Linked DNA regions of Bos taurus: region 2 is linked to region 1. A link is a contact called in public Hi-C data. All regions are on one chromosome and are shown on one strand. The core of a region is the stretch at or near the end of the contact, and the rest is flanking DNA. Distances in the headings are between cores, read along the strand shown.

Region 1 (7,791 bases), core at 2,778-5,277:
TAACTTTCCACATCCCAAAGAAAGGAGAAATGGAAGGATCCGAGATTCACTCAGATTAGTAATGAGGGTTGGGAATAATAATCATTCATGGTCTGAGGGAGATGGCCCCAGGCTCCCTAGACTCACTTGACCTGAGGGACTGATCCTTATCACCTGCCCTGAAATCCCAGATCCTGGTTTTCTGGACATGGAGGAGGTGCATCTGTATGGAAACCGCTGTGTGGAGACCTAGTTAGCCAATTCTTAGCCTTTAGGGAGCCTGGGTGGAGCCACCGCCGTGCACCAGGGAAAGCGTCGGCTTGTCTCAAGTTTGCTGTAACTATCTGCATTTTTTCCTTTTTAGTTTTGGCTCTTGGGGTTCCAAGAGCCCTCACTTCCTGCCCAGCTGGTTGGTTACCGCAGGGAAAATGAGGGACTTTTGGGGGCAGATGTGTTTGCATTCCACTATCATAATGCCCCTAAAAATCCTTATTGCTCTTGCAGTATTCCTCGGGGGTCCTTGGGCCAGCCACGGCAGCTGAGTTTCTCCAGCAACTAAAAGAAGAGAGAAAGATGTCCCCCCCGCCCCCACCCCAAACTCTTTCTGGTCCCCGGGAGTGCTCCCCTCGTGGCATTGAGAACTGGTTGGTGATCACCACGGAAAATAAAAAAGATGCCATCCGCAGATGGTTGCTAAACACGCTTTTTGCCCTCCAGGGTCCGAATGTCGGAGATGAGGCTTGGGGAACGGGACAACTGCGGCTGCTGTCCGCGTGTGCTGTGGGGGTTCGTGGCGGGGGAGGTGGGGAAGAAACAAGTGTTACCTGTTTGACGAGGCTGGTTCACATTTAGCCTGGGCCTTCCAGCAGGGCCTCTGGGCTCCTCACCTTGGCAGAAGCCCTGGACAGTCATGACTGGCTCACCGGCTTCCCCGAATCAGCCCACTTTCCCACCCTCTGCCTCGGTTTCCTACCCTGGCAAGGGAGGGACCACCACCCCCGTGCTTCAGCCTGAAAGAGTTCTCACTTGTATCTGCCGTGTTATCGTGAGTTCAAGTGATAGGCTCAGAAGGCGCTGGGAAAGTGGGGACAGGCATTACACATGGAAGCTGTCTGTGCTGATACTAATACCCGCCGTGCACGCAGAGACAACTCAGACAGGAGCAGGACTGCGGTCCGACATACGCACAGGTTTCTGCAATCCTGGAATCAGGCAGCCCCAGCTCTGCAGCTCTTGCAGTGTGTCTCCCCCCCTAGGCAAGTGACTCAGCCTCTATGGACTTCCATTGCCTCTCACAGGAAACCCACGTTCTGGGATAGAAGTTTCTCAAGTCTGATAGGCACAGGATTTTAAGTGGTTCCTGGCTAGAGATGTAAATTATTCGAACAGGTATTTCTTTCGTACAGCTGATTTTTACTGTGGCAAGCGGTTGGCTTTCAGTTTAGGGTTCCGGGGAGGAGGACTTTTTTCTTTTTACATCAATTTCTTGCCTGGAGAATCCCCATGGACAGAGGAGCCTGGTGGGCTACACCCATGGGGTCACAAAGAGTTGGACATGACTGAGCGACCAAGCACAGTAAGCATGTAAGATAAAGAGGATGAGTTGCTTGCAAGGAAACATTCAAGCAAAGGCAAGTACAGGTGGCAGAATGGGGCAGGACTCGAGATGATCCTTTGTAAAGTTTCATATGCTTTTTCTTTTGTTCCTGGCTTGTGGGATCTTAGCTCCCAGATTAGGAATTGAACCCGGGCTCTCGGCAGTGAGCGCTCGGAGTCGTAACCACTGGGCCACCTAGGATGTCCCCATAGTCCACTTCTTCAGAATTTGTCTTAGGGATTTTCCGCACCTGTGGAGTTGGTATGCCACTTCCACCCTGTGGTGGGCTCCACCTGTGACAACCTGGGTGCCACGAGTCTCCCCCCGCCAACTCCTGCCCTGCGTGCCAACACCAGTGAGACGCTTCGGATCTCTGCCCCTACACCCACCCATAGCTCTGATTGGTCTCTTATTTTAGGATCTTGCTACCCCAGTGCCCTCTTTCCTGGCGAGGGCACCTCTCTGAGCCTCAGTTTTCTCTGTGAAATGGGGAGAATAGTTAGCCACCCCGCCTAGAGCAGTGTGAAGATCCAGAACTCAGTTGGGGAGCTCTGGTGGCTCACAAACAGGGCACAGCTCAGAAGGTGGTGGGCACCAGTGACCCTGGGATGGGCAGGGGCACAGCGGCACCCTTGGCCTGGAGGGGCACTCCTTGGACAGGCTGCTGCCTGGCCCGGCCATCCTCTCCCCGCCCACCCCCTGGGATGGGGAAACAGCGGGCACTGGGTCCCAGCCAGCAGGGGCGGGTCTGGTTTCACTTTCTGCTGTGTCATGGGGTGGGGGGTGGCATCGGGGCCCGGCTGGCCAGCTGGGGCGGGCACTGAGAGGCTGGCGGACAGCTGGGGCCCAGCTGCCAGAGCACAACCTGTGCCCTCGCCCTTCTGCCTGCTGGGCTGGGGGCTGGGGGCTGGGCCCCAGGGATTCCCTGTGAATGCCTCTTACCCACCCCTGCCCCAGTGGGAGAACCCCAAGTGAGAGAAGCCAGCAGGGTGTGAGATGGTTCTTCTAGCCATGAGATCTCCCCCAACCCAGACATGTTCTTTAGCCCACAGTCTTGAGGTTCCTGGAACTGCTGCTATTGATTCTGCATCAGAGTGCTCTGGTTGGATGCCTGCTTCCTGCTGCCTCCACTGGTGCATGCCTCCTGAGGGCCTACTGTGTGCTTGGCATGGTCCCCGGTGCCAGGGATGCCGTGGGAAGCAAGACGGCGCCTGCCCTCCTAGGGCTCCCGGTTGAGTGGTACGGCAAAATCAAAAGAGCAAGTAAAGAGAGAAAGAATCCCACATGGTGGGGACAGTTCCACACAGTCCGCTTCACGTCAGCATCTCAGGGAAGGGGCATGTGTACATGTGTGTGTGTGCACGTGTATGTGTCAGGGATGTGACGACTCCCGGAACACATAGGTCAGTTGAGAACACAGACCTGGGGGGCCAGGTGTCCCTGATTTGAATCTGGATTTTTCCACTGATGGGTGTGAAACCCAAACCAAATTTCTTCTCTTTGGGCCTGAATTTCTGTCTCTATAATGGTACCTACAGAGCAGGGCTGCATGGAGGATGAAATGAATATCCGTAAAGAACTAAAGACAGTCGCCTGGCATTGACCGTCTGCTAAGTCTCAGCCACTGTCTACTAACTAAGCATCATAAACACTCCCTGTCCTCACAGATGACATGAGGCCATCACTGCAGGCTGAGAGCAGCCATGATGCTGTTGAGCCCACTCTCCCCCACTCAGAGCTTTGCCTGCCTCTTCTCTCTAGCCGCACCAGCCTCAGGTAGGCCTTAGCATCTCTTTGTTCAGATGAGGACACGGAAGCTCAGGCAGGTGAAGAGATGTGTCCACGTGGACATATCCACGTGGACACATCTGTGTCCAGCTTAAAGCAGTCTGACCCTGGGTGTGGGGTCGGCTTCACAGTGTGGGCCCTGCTGGTTCAATGCTCCACTCTTGTCATTGAAATTCTGAATAATTTTGGGAACAAGGGGTTCACGTTTTCGTTTTGCAAATTACAAAGCCAGTCTTGCCCAGATCTGACTTCCTCCAAAGCCGGCCCTCTTAACTCCTACCATCAATCTCTCATAGATGGATGGTCCAGAACAGTTTTCCAGTTCATCATTACAGTGTTTAGTGTGGGACTGAAATCCTGGGGTGCATACAGGACTTACTGTGGGGCCAAATTGCCCTAGTTTTTGTTTGATTGTCTGGTGTCCCCATTAGAAGGAAGGCGGGGCAGCTGCCCAGGGCAGGGGGTGAATCATTCATTGCTGAATCCCCAGGGCCTGGCATGTACTAGCTGCTCAGTTAATAATTGTGAAATGAAGCAAATGAATGGCAGGCCGCTGGATCTCCTGAACTAAAACAGATTTAAATGACACTACCAAGAAAGCAGGTCAAAGTGGTGGCCATCCTGCCCTGGCTTCTGGACAGTCCCCTGAAGGGTGTGGAGGCAAAGGTCTCTTCCCTCCCCAGGCGGCAAACCTGAATGCCAATGCCTTGCAGCAGATTACTGTTTAAACAGGTTCTGGGACTTCCCTGGCAGTCCAGCAGTTAAGACTCCATGCTCCCACTGCAGGTGGGTTCCATCTCTGATTCAGGAATTAAGATCCTACATGCCACGTGGTATGGCCAGAAAAACCTAAAACAGGCTCTGGTGGGGACTTCAGAGGCAACACAACTGTTTAAAGAAAACATAGGCCTGGATCCCTGAGCACCAGTTATTGGAGAAGATACCATCTCAGCCAAAAGAATATTGTAATTCTGGGCAGGTTCAAGTCCCAGCCAAGGATCAGGGGGTACAGTTTCCTGGACTGCTAAATGAGAGTTTGGATTTGGGGGGGGGGTTCAAGTTCCTCTTTTCCTCAGAAATTAGAGTTTTTCTACATTCTTACAGTTCCAAATTTGCTCCCTTAAAAAAAAAAAAAAAAAACAACTTAGTTTTACTAACAAGCAAAGAATCATCTGAAAATCCTTTAAGAGATTTACAACAATAATTAATGTGTTTTGGGCGAGCTGTTTTCACAGGCTCGATCTCTATCGCTTCAGATAATCGGCATATGAAGTAGAAGTTACTGGTCTCATTTCTAAATAATATCGTAACTGCCAGCATACACTGAGTGTTTTATATGAGCTAAACTCTTCACATGTATGAAGTCTTGTTGCACGAGCAACATATCGGGAGGCACTGTTACTGCCTCTGGCTTCCTGATGAAGCAGCAAGCTTAGAGAGAGGAACTGACTTGTCCAAGGTCACACACCCAGTGTGTGATGAGCCAGAGTTCAAGCTGGAACCTTCCAGATCAGGCGTCAGCAAACTTCTTCTGGAAAGGGCCAGATACTAAATATTTTAGACTTTACAGGTCATACAATCCCTTGTCAGAGCTACTCCACTCTGCTGTTGTAACAAGAAAACAGCCAGAAGCATTAAGTAAATGAGTGGTCCTGGCTGCGTGTTCCAATAAAACTTTATTTACAAAATCAGGAAGTAGGGTGATTTTGGCCCCACAGACTGTATAGTTCACCTCCCCTCCGCGTTCCAGACCCTAACACCTGCCTTCCAGTTAGGAAGCACCTGGCCCTGGCCACATTCTTCCTCACCGTCTCTCCCTACCTGTGAGGCGACTCAGTCATGTCTCAGAACAGAGCCCGCTGGGCCTTGGGAGAGGGTCAGTTGGCCTCTCTTTCCTTGGGATTATGAAGCTCTTGGAATTTACAACTATTAGGACTTACTAGTGACTGCCATGATCGATCGCCATGGGGACTTTAAAACTGTAATTTTAATAGCTGTTAAGTGAGTAACTTAAAGAGGAAAGTGTTAAAAGAGTTTTAGGAAAATACCTCAATGGGGCACTTTGGCTGTGGAAGGAACTTCTCTTTGGAGAAGGCATTTCTCTGGAGTTGGCAAGAATGGCAACAGGAGGGAAAATGTTTTAAGGCAGAAGAAGGTAACGAGAAGGGGAGATGGGAAGAGTGTGTGTGCACGCGTGTGTGTGCAGAGAGAGGGTGGAGGAGAGAGGTTTCCCAAAGGCAGGAGGCTGGAGCCTGTGGATTCCTGACAGGAGAAGGGGTTGGGCAGGGAGACATGACTTTTTTCCCCAACAGCTTTATTGAGATAGAATTCATTTACCACATAATTCAACCATTTCAAATAGTACACCCCCCAAATGGCTTTGCGTATGTTCACAGAGTTGTGCGACAGTCAACACAATCAATTTTAAAACATTTTCATCACTTCAAAAAGAAAACCCTGTCCCCTTTAACAGCCCACCACTCCCACCGAATCTTCTAACCCCCTCCCCCATCCCCCACTCCTAAACAATCGCTAATCTCCTCTTCGTCTCTATAGATTCACCTGTTCTGGGTCTTTCATACAAAGGAAATACATATTTCATACGGAAGGTGACCCTCTGTGACCGGCTTCTTTCACTCAGCATTATGTTCTCAGGGTTCGTCCATGCTGCAGCCATATCAGAACATCATTCTTTTTCATGGCAGAATCACACCAACATGGCTTTAACAGAACTTTGTCATGAAGGGGAATGCAACATGACTGAGAAGGCGGCAGGCGGCGGGGGGCCGGGGGCAGGGGGCAGGGGGGCGCGCATCCCTGAGGAGAGAACAGATACGGACCTGGCAGCTCCTCCTGTTCTCTGTGGGATGTTCAATGAATGCGTGAATGTCCATTCATTCAATTTCTTAAGCTGTTGTTTAGTCATTGGGGTCACAAAGAGTCGGATACGACTGAGTGACTAACACTAACACTTCAGTCACTCAGTCCTGTCTGACTCTTGTGATCCCCATGGACTGTAGCCTACCAGGCTCCTCTGTCCATGGGATTTCCCAGGCAAGAACACTGGAGTGGGTTGCCATTTCCTTTTCCACAGGATCTTCCCAATCCAGGGATTGAACCTGCATCTCCTCTATTAGCAGGCAGATTCTTTATCACTGAGCCACCAGGGAAGCCCAATTATCTGAGTACTTACTATATTACTATAAATTATAAATTTGGGGGGCTCCAAAATCACTGCAGATGGTGATGCAGCCATGAAATTAAAAGATGCTTGCTTCTTGGAAGAAAAGCAATGATCAACCTAGACAGCACATTAAAAAGCAGAGACATCACTTTGCCAACAAAGATCCGTCTAGTCAAAGCTATGGTTTTTCCAGTAGTCATGTATGGGTGTGAGAGTTGGACCATAAAGAAAGCTGAGCGCTGAAGAATTGATGCTTTTGAACTGTGGTGTTGGAGAAGACTCTTGAGAGTCCCTTGGACAGCAAGGAGATCTAACCAGTCAATCCTAAAGGAAATCAGTCCTGAATATTCATTGGAAGGACTGATGCTGAAGCTGAAACTCCAATACTTTGGCCACCTGATGCAAAGAACTGACTCATTAGAAAAGACCCTGATGCTGGGAAAGATTGAAGGCAGGAGGAGAAGGGGACAACAGAGGATGAGATGGTTGGATGGCATCACCAACTTGATGGACATGAGATTGAGCCAGCTCTGGGAGTTGGTGACAGACAGGGAAGCCTGGTGTGCTGCAGTCCATGGGGTTGCAAAGAGTCGGACACGACTGAGCGACTGAACTGAACTATAAATTAAGAGGCTAAGTATGGGGCATGAGCTGTAACCAACAAGACAGACACAGTTCCTACTTAGGGACAGGAGAGGAAATCATAAACCAAAGAGGAAGAAAACACTTTATATTTGATTAAAATAATATAGCAACAATGGCAGGAAACAATTACAACACCAGGTCTGAGTAAATCCTTGCAAATATGGGGTTTACAAACAGCATATCTTAATGCAAGGCCTAACTCAGAATTGTGGCAATCTTCCCCTCAGAGTGACTATGGAAGCAGCACAGCCAGGAGAAGTCTCTGGAAGAGGTAAGTGGCTCTGGGTTTTTTGGGTTTTTTTTCCTGCCAGCATTTTCTACCCCTCCGAGTAAGAGACAGTATGCCCAGTGGGAATATGGCCAAAGATGGCTGCATATAACACTGAAGCCTCAGCTACAGTAATGGGTCCAAGTGTAGACACGTGACTCGATATGAAAAATCATAGCAGCCCACTTCTGAGCTGGGCTGCAGTGCTTGGTCCACGTGTGATCACGTAACCTAAGCAGGGCCAAGGCAGGATTGTTTTAAGTAGAGCTGGGGAGAGGATTGCTTTTCCCACCCACTCACCAGCATCCAGAGCTACTAGTGACCGCACAG
Region 2 (7,791 bases), core at 1,390-3,889, 200 kb after region 1:
CATAAGTGACACATATTGCTATCACTTATGTCAAATTCCTCTAATTTTTTTTCTAGAATTGCAGGAATTTGCCAAATAAATAAATATGTATTTTTTAAAAAGACACATTTAAAGCAACCCAAAAAGGTTGAAACTACGAGGCTGGAAAAGATATGAAGCAAATACTAACTAAAAAAGGGAACTTTTGGTCTAATAAAGCTGTATCAGACAAAACTGAGTTCAGGGCAAAAACAACAAACCACTAATCAGAACAATGGGACTAACTTGCTCCAAACCAGAAACTGACAGAATCATAAGGAGAAGCCAAGAATTTCAAAACCACTAGTAGGACCTTAAAAAAAAAAAAAAAAAAAAGTCAATTATAAACTTACAGATCAGGCAAAGGAAAAGAATGAGTAAAAAAATAAAGGATCAGAACCACATATTTACAACCTTGATTTGCCCATATGCTACCCCATACTTCCCAACTGGAAAACTGCACTTTCCTTTCAAACACAATTGGAATATTTGTAAAAAGTGACCAGGTCACAGAGCAACACTTGACAAATATCATGGACTATCCTTCCAATTCAGGAGCCTCAAGAGACACGGGTTCAGTCCCTGGGCTGGAAAGATCCCCTGGAGGAGGAAATGGCAACCCACTCCAGTATTCTTGCCAGGAGAATCCCATGGATAGAGGCCATGGGGTTGCAAAGAGGAGGACACAACTGAACAACCGAGCATGATCTTAACCACATTTCCTGACGTGAAGTCACAGAACCAGAAATGCTCTGGTGGGGATGGAGGTGCAGGCAACAATAATCTCCACTTTTTGCCCCTTTCCTCTCAATACAGAGAATCTGCCCTCCCAATAACCTAAAGTTAATATTGTATATGTGTAGAGAGTGAGCTCTACTGAGGAAAAATTATACATTTCTGAAGAACGTGGAATGATTGTGCCACTTAATATCAAAGACACAGAAACAGCTAACTGCACGGCCAGAGGGAACCTGCTTGTGTCTGCATGCCTCCAGGGAGCAATGCGAGGATTAGGGAGATAAAGGACTAAGTCATTCAAGGGAGCCCAGATGCAACACAGGGGCTGATTGTAGCCTGTGAGTTTTATTTAAATTCTCTTTCTCCTTAGCCTAACACACTGAAAACATTTCATGAGCTGTTGTCTTCCCAAGGCAACTGCCTAGTTATGAATTCTCTGTTTGGTTTTGTTTTTCCTTATCAGAAAGGAAGCTCTAAAAGAAGAGCTGAGGCTTGAAGACAAACTAGTATATTATCAGACTCCTGGTCCACCCCGAGCAGTTTAGAGAATCACGATTCATTACCAGCTACACGTTCCTGTCCCAAACATGAATTATGAAAAAAGATCTTGACTCCAAGGGGCAGCTGTTCACTGCTGCTGCTAAATTGAGGCATTAGGAGTATTCGATTTACCAAGACAAGGAGACAAAGATCAAGCTCTAACATAATCACTTTTCAAAATGCTTGCAAGCATTTACAAGGTAGGGGAAGGACTAGACTAGGAGGGATGCGTACATGCTAAGTCACTTCAGTCGTGTCCGACTCTCTGTGACCCCATGGACTGGAGCCTGCCAGACTCCTCTGTCCATGGGGATCCTCCAGGCAAGAATAATGGCTGCCATTTCCTCCTCGAGGGGATCTTCCCAACCCAGGGATCCTGTGACTTCTGCATTGCAGGTGGATTCTTCACCACTGAGCCACCAGGAAAGCCTAGGAGGGATAAAGTTCCCTTTACTCAAATTAGAAATCTAACAAAAATTTAGAGAAAAGTCTTTAAATGTACCTAAAATACTTTACCGAAAACATTTTATCTCCACTTACATATAATTTTCCAAACAGTATTCCATTAAAATGTTTCCATAGTAATACTAAAAATGACTACCAACTGCTTGTAAAAATTTCTCTAAGGAGTTAACATCAACAAAATATAACCATCGCTGCCATTCCGATCCTGCCCTGTGGTGTTTGTCTGTATCTTTCCTCATTCGGATCCATTAAATCTTTTTATTACCAGACAACATAGCAGAATTTTATACATATGTGTAAAAACTGCAACTCTTACTTTATTCGTACATCAAAATGAATCTCTCCTTTAAATGCAGCCCAACACAGTACACATTATGGCAAGGAAGGCAGGTCCCTCCAATTAATTCTCAGTAATTTCATGAGAAAGAGGAGAATTTAAACAATAACAGATTTTTAAAAACAGTCTATGACAGATATTTTCAGGACAAACACTACTAGCACTACTTTAAAAAACACATATGCACACATGGGGGTCGCAAATGAAGTAGTTCCTTGTTTCTGTTGGTCTGAAGTTATCCAGAAGACTCGGAGGTAACCTCACTGCGGAATTTCAATTGAAAGATCTCTCAGGAAAACACACAGATTAAGTTCCTATGCCTTGCCTCTCTTACTAAATGTGACCCTCCACAGATGAGGAAGTAAATGCACCAGTGGATAAAGGCTATTCTCTGCCAAGAAGTGAAACAGATGACCCCCACCCATCTGCGAGATAAGGATGTGTCTGGGAAGTGCAGGAAGCCATGTCTGAAGTTGTCCAAGACCTGTCAGTTTCAATACTTAATACTGATACAGTCCCGTCAACACAGCGGTCACAGAAGGGACAAATCCTCCCAGCCAGCGAGGCGGGGCATCCATCACTCTCAGACGGGTAGGGTGCACACACCCCACCCACAAGAAAAGTCAAGAGTGGCTGTGTGTGCAACAAGCTCCCAGGCAGGTACGCGAAGGCAGCAACGTGCCAGCCGAGCGTGTGTCGGGGCACAGCCTGCCCACCACACCCACTGCCGCCTGTCTGCACGGCCGCTCAGCCGTGAAGGCATCCCACGTGCCACGCGGCCGGTCAGAGCTGCTCAGTGAGTCCGGGGATCTGATGAGCCTAAGACTTACAAGTGACACTTTAATTATGGGCTCCACTCAGGGAAGACCGGACTCCGTGTTCTGTGTACAGAGGCGAACAGAAAGATTGTGTAATGGGACAGCAAGTCCCCTTTCAACCAAATCTGCCGCACGTTACTTTCTCTAAGTACCTAGCAAAGGGATTAAGTGAGTCTTCCACAGTCTTTTACTCTTCTCCCACCCCAGGCCCCTTCCCTTCTAAAAGGGACCAACATGCAAGCTAAATTCTGCAGATATGAAGAGGCTGGCAAGGTGAACCACACATCCAGGTTTTCTCAAACCTCACCACACAACAAAAAAAGTGAGGTGGAAATCCACAAGAGGATTCATCTGCAGAACTACGGTGTCAGAAAAAAGAAAAAAGAAAGACAAATCATCTTCAATAAAAGTCAAATGCAAGAGTTGTAGGAATTACAGGCACAGATGTCCAACATACAATCTCGATCCTTTAGCTATACAGCCATAAGATCAAATGCCCAAAATCACAATACTCTGAGGAGATGGCTCCTGGTAACCCAGCTCACTACATGAAGCTCCTCGGTGTCCATCCACCTAATGACCCAGCACTCAGGGTGTCCCTGTGCCAGGTACCACCCAGGTCACCACTGGTGAGGCTGGGCCCCCTGCAGCAAGCCCATCTCTGCGGCAGGGCTCCTGTTAGGCAGGAACCAAAACCTCTCACAGCTCTCCTTGAAAAACAAGTAGGCAGCCCAGAAATCCTTTTTCCCTAAGGGTGCTGCACGGAACATGCGGAGGAGAAAAGAAGGCAGAGATGAAAAGAGTCAAGTCTCATGTTTCCATAAGAATCCTCCAACACTGCCACCGCTCCCTGGGGGAGACCAGGGCCAGGTCCCTGTGAACCTTGGGCTTTCTTGAGCCAATCAACACACACGCTTGTCGTTCGTGTACTTCTGTGTAAAGATACCTTATTTAACACATGTTGCTGACTCACTACTACTGAACTGAGCAATAAGGGACTGTAACTCATGCCTGAATGCAGCTTCTCTCACTACAAGGCACATTGGTCTTGTCGTGCCAGGAATACAGACAGCACTTTGGCCCCATGCTGGGGCGGGGGCATTTCAAATGGCAAAAATCACCAACAGAAAGCACAAAAATGTGCAAAAAGTGGCAATAAATAGGCGGTGAAAAGGACCCTTGTTTACGGTATGAGCTGCACCGAGAAGCATCGCCTTGTTCAACCTCCACTGGGGACCGTGTGTGTCTGGAGAGTCACGTTTCTGCTGCTCTGCGCATGTCCGTGAATGACCACAAAAGCTCCCTGAGTGCTGATTTTGAGGTTGCAAAAAAATTTTAACGAGTAGGTGAATTCACAAACACAGAATCTGTGCATGATGAGGACTGACTGTACTTTTAAGACCATGCCCAAACCAGCCTCCCGAACTGACTCTGGGAATAAATCCGTAGACCAACCTTATAGCAATCTTACTGACTTCTGGGTCTGTAGGGTCCTCGGATTACTTGCCAAGCTCCTGAAAAGCTGACCTCTGTTAACAGGAAGGGGCTCCAGGAGCTAGTGCAATGGGGCCCCCTTGTAGGCTCCAGGGGAAACCCCTAACTACAAAGTGGGTAAATGAGGAATTAGAACAGCAAGGCAGGGAGCCACAGGTAAGAAAGGGACAGACGATGAAAAATCATTTTGGCAGCAGTTTTGGCCTCATGTTGAAAAGGTGCACATGGAGGGTACTTTTATCTGAAAGGTACATCATTCTGCAAGCTTTACACCAGTCTCCATGATGCGGCAATGCACACTTTTTATAGAATCAGTTCGGTAATATTTTAATGTCTGGATTTCTGAATGGGAAGGAACAGGGTAAGAAGTGCATGTTTGCTAACCAGCTAGCGTGAGACCATCACCTTTCTTACTGCCATCAATTCTTCCCGGCACTGAAAAGTATATTTTCTCATCTTGCTTTTACAGCTGACGGTTCAGAGAAGTTAAGTCAAGCACCCAAGATCACACAGCCAATTTTATTCCAAGTTCATCATCGCATCTGGGTTTCTTTCAAATGGTTACAGTAAGCTGGGTAATTCAATTAACTGTGTATCCAATGAATGAGAACAGTATTTCTGGCAAACCTGATTCAGGAGTTTTTCTCCAGGTACTCAGATCTTCTCCTAAAAGAGAGGAAATTTTCTCTCTGTGGAAACTTCTCTCCTATTCATAAATGTTCAAACCGAAGTATGGAAGACTGCACACAGATCAAACAGCAAATAACAGAAATCTTCACTCTGACTCTTAGAAGAATGGCACTTCACCCTGAGTGTGAAAGTGGCCCTGAGTAGGCACCTAAGGGAGATCCTGGTGGCAGGTTTCTCTAAGCTCCAGACTCTGAGGTTTTTGCTCCCGCAAATGCTGCCTAACTACTGCCGTACTGCATGGGGTTTACGCTGTGCAAACGGCACACTCTATCTGTCCACACTACTTAATGTGAATAAGCATTTAGATGACAGGTTTTACTAGGAGATGGAAAGGTGGATTAGTTGCCAGCACGACAGCACCACCTTCTGGTCGGTGACATGGAATGAAGACAAGACACAGAAAGTCACACCCGGATTTAAAAAGCATTTCAACAGTTTGGTAACTCAGAAGAGTGGCAAACTAGGAAACTTTAGTTTCCACAAAATCCAAATAATGTCAGTAGTAAACAAACACCCTCAAGGACCAATCCTGGAATAGAAGAAAATTTAACTGTAGCTCACTACTGGTCGACTTTCTACTTCTGGAAAGTCATGCCCAATCTCTCAGCTCTCCCACAGCATGTAACCCATTGTTCCTATAGGAAAGAAATAATAGGAAAGACAGGAAAGAAATTCCTTATCACGCAGGAAAGAAATGTGAGGAAAGAAATTTCTTAACATGTCATCACCCACGCTCACACCCACACACCTCTAGGTGCACAGAAAGGCTCTCCGGTGCTCACAATACAAAGTCGACATCTGATTGGACAGCAGTACCAGGAGCCCTCAGGATCTGGTCCTTTCCAACCATCTCTCCCACTGGTCCCAGCTGGCAGTGAGGGAGCATCACCCTCTTACAGGTTCAACAAGTTGTGGGACAGATGGAGGAATGGATGAAGACACAGTATCATCTTTAGGTTCCCCCAAAGCATGAGACTCCCTGTGCTGGAGACTGATGTTGGGTCTGAGGCCCAAACAGGGCTTCCTACCATGGCCAATGCCACCCCCTACAAAAAATTCAGACCAGGATCATCAGTTATGCCCCAATAAAATTAAAAGTTGAAAAAAAAAAAAAAAAAAGGAAATTCAGACCAGGTGACCCTCCCCCACCCCCACCCCACATCAGTGAAAAGACCTGACAATTGCTGGGAGCCTCTAAAATCTAAACTATTTCCTAATCTCAAGATTAGGAAGAGACCCTAGCAGCTGGTTTTCCAGGCCTGCCTTCTTCAATACAATGATCCCTCCCACTGGCCCGGGGATGTCAGCCTTTTCCTAATTTCACCATCAGCTGCCTTCAACGAGGAAGAGCGAGCAAGGGGGATGGAAAGGGGTGAGACGTTTTAGCCACAGTATCCCTCTCTGGGTTGAGAAGCATGGAGGTCTCCACCCGGTTCATGGAGACTTGAGTGAAGGAACGAGCCTTCCTGCCATCTGCTGTCCACACCGATCCCCAGCCCCGCTAGAGACAGGGAGCACCTGAGGACGCAGATCGCTGTCAGAGTCACCCTCACCTGCCAGAGGAGGGCTCTGCACACGGAAGAGGAGACTCTCCATTACATGGAAGCTTTGCTTATCTCCTAAACTGTCTGAATTCACTTTTTTGGCCATGACCTGCAACACTACATTTTTATTACAACCCAGTACACACACACACACTCCCACACGTACAGATTTATACCTAGAAAAAAGTTACATTAAAAAAAGCAAACCTATCATTATCACATGAGACTCACTCTGACATTTTCTAACTTTTTTCCTTTTATAAAAAATAGGCTGGTCACACTCAGTCACTAAAACGATTTCACAGCCCAGTGAGAGGGAGCCAGCCTGACAAACCCTGTCGTAAACATCCATTCTGCTGCCTACAGCTCCGCCTGAACCATTCTCTCTCTTCTCTGTTAACTCAGGATCAGCCCTCTTTCAAGAACCCCACTGAAGCCTCTTCTCAAAGCCTTCCCAACTCATCCCAGCAACCACCCCATATACCAAGGATGTAAAACGGCATATAACACTTGCCATCTGGATACCTTCTTTCACTCACCCATTCAATTATTCTCTCCTACCTTGACTCGCTTCAGTATCCTTTGTACAAATGTTTATATGTTTGTCCAAAGACGAGCCCACTAGGTAGGATTTCCTTTTTTTGCAACCTTGTTTGTCAAGAGATAATTTTTATGAACTCTAAATTAGGATCTGAAGTGCTCTGTCACCGATTCCTGGAAGCCATTGGCCCATTTATTATTCTGTGTAGCACTTACAGACGTGGCAGCTTCCCAGATAAATTCAATTTGGCCTCAGTCTCAGAGAAGGCTCTGAAGCAAAGACCAACCTCCTAGACACTTAAAAATAAACAGAACCTGCTTGAATATATCCGTCTATTTTTGACCTTGTGCTACAATGACACCAACACATATGGAGGAGTACCATGGGGGGCGGGGGGGCTGTGCCACCTCTGACAGCATCCAGGCTTGTGCAGGAGCAGCTCAAATTGACACACTAAGCACTCCATACCTGGAAATTCTTTTGAAAGCCCCAGACTTCAACAACAACAACGACAAAAAAAAACAAACTGAGATGCAATATATTATTTTAAAACCTGATTTAAAATACTACCTCAAGGGGACTTCCCTGGTGGTCCAGTGGGTAATA

What was found. A called contact is a pair of places that touch in the nucleus more often than the background predicts.
Region 2: a Hi-C map of liver shows a contact between it and region 1, with 2.0 times the contacts expected there. The contact joins two enhancer-like sites. A contact is called at or near these places in 3 of 11 Hi-C or Micro-C datasets (liver, skeletal muscle and skin fibroblasts).

Annotation. Positions count from the first base shown.
Region 1 is chr25:13,253,189-13,260,979 of ARS-UCD2.0, forward strand. LOC100849865 (a long non-coding RNA gene) reads left to right here. Exons shown (of 6, transcript XR_009492839.1): 2 at 7,421-7,464. MIR365-1 (microRNA mir-365-1) reads left to right here and starts at 396; the gene lies at 396-482. Within about 2 kb of position 4,028, at least 3 of the 102 cell types and tissues checked have an H3K27ac peak or open chromatin away from gene starts, as enhancers often do. A contact at or near this core is called in liver, where this site is marked.
Region 2 is chr25:13,454,507-13,462,297 of ARS-UCD2.0, forward strand. All of the region lies in intron 21 of PARN (poly(A)-specific ribonuclease), which reads right to left. Among named protein-coding and RNA genes, the nearest start is that of PARN, 84 kb to the right of the region's middle. Within about 2 kb of position 2,640, at least 11 of the 102 cell types and tissues checked have an H3K27ac peak or open chromatin away from gene starts, as enhancers often do. A contact at or near this core is called in liver, where this site is marked.